Regions from separate parts of the Hordeum vulgare genome. Here region 1 is linked to region 2. A link is a contact called in public Hi-C data. All regions are on one chromosome and are shown on one strand. The core of a region is the stretch at or near the end of the contact, and the rest is flanking DNA. Distances in the headings are between cores, read along the strand shown.

Evidence for each region. Hi-C and Micro-C count contacts between places; a contact is called where the count stands out from the background.
Region 1: a Hi-C map of leaf shows a contact between it and region 2, with 4 times the contacts expected there. The contact joins the promoter of LOC123401333 here to the promoter of LOC123402062 in region 2. A contact is called at or near these places in 2 of 6 Hi-C or Micro-C datasets (both in leaf) and 1 of 1 datasets of contacts at active chromatin or transcription factors (embryo).

What each region holds. Positions count from the first base shown.
Region 1 is chr6H:394,844,880-394,847,768 of MorexV3_pseudomolecules_assembly, reverse strand. LOC123401333 (DEAD-box ATP-dependent RNA helicase 8) reads right to left here and starts at 1,308. Exons shown (of 10, transcript XM_045095118.1): 1 at 690-1,308; 2 at 291-351. The coding sequence starts at 1,036.
Region 2 is chr6H:394,641,744-394,644,711 of MorexV3_pseudomolecules_assembly, reverse strand. LOC123402062 (transcription factor LAF1-like) reads right to left here and starts at 1,355. Exons shown (of 3, transcript XM_045095924.1): 1 at 1,078-1,355; 2 at 674-803. The coding sequence starts at 1,213.

The sequences.
Region 1 (2,889 bases), core at 59-2,558, 200 kb before region 2:
TAATGAAATATTGTTTTGCATGTTATGGTCTGAAGATAACCCATGGATTTCAGACAAAACAGTGTTCAAAACTAGGACCACCGTATATTTGGCGTGCAATGTAAGGCATCACAAACAAAAGTTGATACATAAATAGAGTCGTGGCTACAATTTTAGCACACCAAGAAAAAGCTAGTTACACAAAGTAGAGATAGCGACCGACATATTTCAAAGTTCAGGTATTCCTGGACCAGAAGTACCCAAACTCCAGAAACAAACACAAAACGAAGAATCAAGATGGCATGAATTACCTCTGTCCTGAATCGTGTATCTGCGGGTGGAAGCTTCAGTTGGGCCTTCCAATCTTGTGAACTGCACAAACCGAGTATAATAAATTAAAATATTGCTAGGCGGTCATCTCCAGTTTACGTTTCTCCACTTAGAATTGTTATTTATGATCATGTCTAGATTAATGATTCATTACTTACACGATGTTTGTTAAACTACTTATATTACAGTTGAGCTAGAAATATAGAATTCAGAAAAGTGATGTGGGTTGTTGCTTAAACATCAGAAAAAGTATCATCTCCCACAGCATTTGGTCGGCTTTCGCAAGCTACATTGGTGATGCTTAAACTATGTGTTGAAGCATCAGCTACCATAGCCTATAAGTTGCCGTCCAAACTAGTACTAAGCTTCTATCGTCTCACCTAGAATCGTTACCGGCTGCCGCTGGGGGTGGCGCCACGACCTTGGGCCCGCTGGTCCCGGCCGCGGTGATCTGGTTTCGCCGCAGCCACTGCTGCTGCTGTTGTTGCTGCTGCTGCTGCTGGTGGTGATTTTGGTGATGCTGCTGCTGGTGGTGGTGGTGATCTTGGTGATGCTGCTGCCGCTGCGGCTGCGGCTGGCGCTGCACGTATTGTTGCTGGTGCGCCGCCGACGTCTGCTGCTGGTGGTGGTGGTTGTTCTGCGACAACGGCGGGCCACGACCGTAGTAGTTAGGGTTCCCGCCGCGACCGTTGCCGGTTCCGGGAGGGTACCTAGCGCGTGGATCCATGTGTGTGAGGAGGGATCAGATCTTGTCAGGAATCGGCGAGAGAAGGGGCAGATCGAACAGGGACGAGGAGATCAGAATGGAGAAGTGGATTCGTATGGTGGAATCAAGGTGGGTGGGCGCCTGGATCAGGCCGAAATTTGAACCCCTTCTGCCTAGTGTTCGTGCCACGGGGGGGAGGAGGGAGACGACGGAAGGGAAGGGAAGGGAGCGTCGCCGAACGTCTGAAAGCTAGGGCAGCGGCGAGTTGGGATTGGTGAGGCAGAAAATTACGAGAATGCCCTGCCAATTTTATCTGGGTACGGGCGTACGGCCGAAATCAGAGCGGATGCCTACCGGCTACCGTATTCATCTTAGAAAACACCCCATGTATGAAGCAAGGATTTTTTTTTTCTTTTTCTTTAAAGCATCTCCAACAGCCGCGTGACACGTTAAAATAAAGATATAGCACCTAAATAATGGATTTTTTCACGCAGTAGAGCGCTGGCTCCAGCGACCGCTGCAAAAAATTACGCGTACGTTGCTCTAGCTGACGCGCTAAAACTTTCAACGCGTGCGTGCAGCCGACGCTTGCAACATGTTCATTTTAACAATATGGTGATATTTCAAACATAAAAAAAGATATAGCATAGTTTAATTGCACGGTATATCAACGCCACATCATCATCCAACCAAGTCCAAAATCACCCAACCAAGTTCATGACATAAAAGTTCACACAAACAAACGGCACATCAACAATCATGCCGCATCCTCATCATCGTCCTCCTCTTCCTGTGATTCTCCTTCCTCATCCGAAGACGTTTCTCCCTCGTTCTCTTCATTGTCACGTGTCGCATTGTTATTGGGAGCTCGGAAGGTGTTGGCAAGATCTCCAACGACATCAGGCGAAGGTATGTGAGGCACACCGAAAGACATGTGTCCACCCATGTCATCCGGAGGTGCTCACATGCCTCCCATGAGAGACCCAAAACTCATGCCTCCCATGGTAGCACCGAAGCCGTCCATGCCTCCCATGATAGTACCGAAGCCACCCATGCCGCCCATGGTACCTCTGAAGCCACCCATGCCTCATGTGCCTCACATGCCTTCCATAGTAGCTCCCGTGCCTTTCATGCCTCTTTTTTGGATCAAGACTTCTTCACGGGCACGATTGGCGTACTCCTTTTTGCTTCTCATCGAGGGTTGATGTGTCCATGATGAAGAACAAGTACTTCTCTCATTCCAACAATCTAGTTCGCTTTCCATGGTCAATTTCTTCTCCTTCAGTGCCACCTTCCTCTCCTCGGCCGCCACCCTCCTCTCCTTGGCCGCCAAGCTCCTCCCCTCGGCCGCCGCATCTTGTGTCCTTGCCAGCAGCCTCACCTCGTTCGCTTCTTTTCTTGCCTTCACAATAGTTTTCATAACATTTTTAACTAGAGCAGATGCAGATTGTGGTCTACATCGTCGGCATCTGAAAAGTGGGTGGATACAAAACGAGTTCGTATCACTTGTCGTTCTAGTCTTTCAAAATCTCATTGAATACTAGTAAATGCTTTCGAAGATAAAATAGAAGCAGTAGAGAGCTCAAGTTCACTTCATTCATCACAAGATGCAAATGATAATCAAAATGGAGCTAATGAGGAAGAAAACACTTCTACTTAAACTTAAATAGTTCAGTACCAACCAACACATAAAGCAATAACCAGGTAGATATAATGATAACAGGCAATACGAAGATACCAGCAGAATCGGAGTCACGAGGCTCGATAATGACCAATGGGTTAGGATATGAGGAAGCTTAGTGTGGATCATGTGATGGGTCTGTGATTCATGGATGGCATATATGGTTTCCTTCTCCGATGCCTTAGTCATGCTG
Region 2 (2,968 bases), core at 106-2,605:
ATGTTCTCGCCGCTCTACAGCTAAATCAATAGGGCCGGGCCGGCGGTGTTCTCTACTAGAGAAACTCAGAAATAGAAGAAGAATGTCTTTTCCAAGATAGATAGATAGATAGATAATGATTTTGAGTTTGAGGAAACTTGCGCTAGGACGCAACTGTACTGTATGCCATTTAGCGTCCGTCCAAGCCCACGATATTTTAATAAGCTAATAAAACTCGTAATAATGGGGACGAAAAGCAGCTGTAATCATCACAATGTGCACCCGGCAGACAGAGCGAAGAAAAATCTCGTGGATTTGGAGCGTCCGTGGAGCGTGGGCGTCAGCATCAACTCCACTAGGGAAAAAGGTCTGGGTGGCTACCATCACCGGTCTCCCTTTCCCGTTCCCTCTTTTCTTTCCTTCCTTCGCCTCAATCAACGTGTTCTACAACCGGATTGCCGCCAGCTCAGCGCTGCCCGGCAACGGAACGGACAATTACACCTGCCCTTCACGTCGCTACAGGTGATAGTAGGAGCGTGCTGTGTGTGTGTGTGTGGGGAAACCTAAAAGGAAAACATGGCGGCATCTGTAGACAGACGACGTGGAGAAGTGTCTTTCGATCGTCTCAATCATTTGCGTACAGTACAGGCTGCAGAGGGTAAGTACAGTACAGTAAATAGTGTGTGCTGCTTACTTGTTGCCGAGGGCGGCGTGGAGGCTCATCACCGTCTCCTCCTCCTCCGGCGAGAACATGCCGTGCTTCAGCCCCGGCCGCAGGTAGTTGATCCACCGCAGCCTGCAGCTCTTGCCGTTCCGCTGGAGCCCTGCGCGCCGCGCCGGAGAATTTTGATTAACACCAGTGATCCAATGTGCATTTCTCTTTCGGGACATATGAAATTAACTAACTACTACTACGACCAAACTGAGGCCAATTCAGGCGAGCTGGCCGGACAAGCAACGAAATTCAGGCGAGAGGCGCCGGTTACCGGTGCCTGAGCGCCTGATCGTCGGCCCAATGCACCGAATTCAGCTCAATTATGCCATGCCCCCTTTCTGCGCTTCTAGGAATGCGGATGCAACGGCGGTCGTCGGCCTTACCGGCTTTAGCGGGAAGCGCGCTCCAGCAGCCGTGGCCGTGCCGGAGAATGTAATCGCGGAGCTTCTGGTCCTCCTCCGGCGACCACAGCCCCTTCCGGTAGCTCGGCCTGGGCTTCTCGCACGCCTTACACCCCATTGCTTGCTTGCTTGCTTGCAGGCGAACGACCGACGCCGCACGAAACCTCAGGGAGGTCTACGGGACGCAGCACCGGTGGCTTCGGCTTCGGCTTCGGCTTCAAGCCTTGGGATGGAGGAGCGTTCTGGCGTTTCCACAGGGGAGCAGTAGGTAGGAGTTTTATAGCCATGGAACGCGGGTGTAAAGCAGGCGTCGTTTGGGAAATAAACAAAACAAATTACGTGTGCGTTATCATCAGCACTACTAGCTCAATTTCGCGATTGCTGGTTTTAATGTACCGATGATATATATTGTCGAAAACATATTTTTCTTTGGCAAAACAAATAGCGAAACCAGCTAAAACCTTCAGTAAAAAGGAATAATCTATAGCTATTGCCGCCTAAGAAAAATTATTGTACTAATAAAGAACGCCGAGAGACCACGAAGCGTGATAAGTAATGACAATCAAAACCAAGGCCAGCTGCGATAGGCAATGAAGTGGAAAATAAGTAAGGTGAGAGTACAAGTAGTGGGGGGAAAACGGGCAAATCGTCTGCGATGACGTGACAGATTTTCGAAAACCCGTTGCTTTCGTGCGGCATATGTTTTTCAAAATATTGTGGAGGACACGCCTCGTCAGGTCGTAAACAAACGGTAACATCCGCGCCAGCAACAAGGCATCGATCAGTAAAGACATGTTTGATTTACTTGGATGGATTGATTACTATGGCTTGTAGATCTCCCCATTGCCTGGTTCTAAAGTGCAGCAGCAGCCAGCAAGGGTCTAAGATTAGAAAGCGAAACTATTTGTTGCTTGCCCCTTTTCCTTTGAGCCGGAAAGAGAGAGACTTGCTTGTAATAGAAGCCAAGAATGAAGGAGCGGGGCGGGGCAGGGACTGTCTATCACCATTCAACACAGACGCGCAGAAAGTCCAAGGGCCGGAACAAGCTGCAGCCCGGCTATATTGGTACAATCAACGCTCCATGATGAGGGTTGAAAGCTTCAAACTTGACTGTGTGGTCCGTCGGCCAGAAGATCCCAGCGGGTCATTTCGTTGCCAGTTTACAAAGCGTGTTGGTGAATTCGTACGACACCAAACGGATCCGTCGTCCGTGTTAAGGTTGGCCTGGCTTAACAACCGCCGACGACGCAGCATGCACGGCCGCGTGCGTGCGTGCGTCGCGTCCGTGCCCGCGCGCGCGCACCGGCACCGCCCGTGCGCACCGCAAAAGGGAGGCGAAAGCGCCGGGGTGTCCAGCGTTTTCCACGCGGCCTCGCCGCATGCGGCGCTCCTCCGGGGCACCGACGACGATGCCGCGGGCGGTCAGTGGGAAGTGGGAACGTACGTACGTCGTCAGACCTGCGTGTAGCATATATACAACTGGTGGCGTGGTCATTTGGTCCGTTCGTGCGTGCGTGCGTGGGTGTATTGGCGTGCGTGTTTGACGTCCGGATTTGTCCGTAGCCCCGGATCAGGGTTGGTGTCTGGCTGTCAGGGAAAGGTTATCCCTTCCATCGATCGGTGTCCAGCGGCATATGCATATGCATATCCCGGGGGAAAACGGCGTGCGGCGTACGTGCCCAGCTGGGCCAACAGGGACGGGGAATTGAAGCCGGCAGACGTGCATGCATGCAGTATACTACTAGTCATACTAGTCACGAGAGCAGTTCTTGTAAATGGTTAAGAATCGGTCACTTGTCTTAGTCCCCCAACAGAGGGGCTAGCTAACAGCCGACGTCTACGTATGGCATGGTTAACTAACTGGGGTGACGGA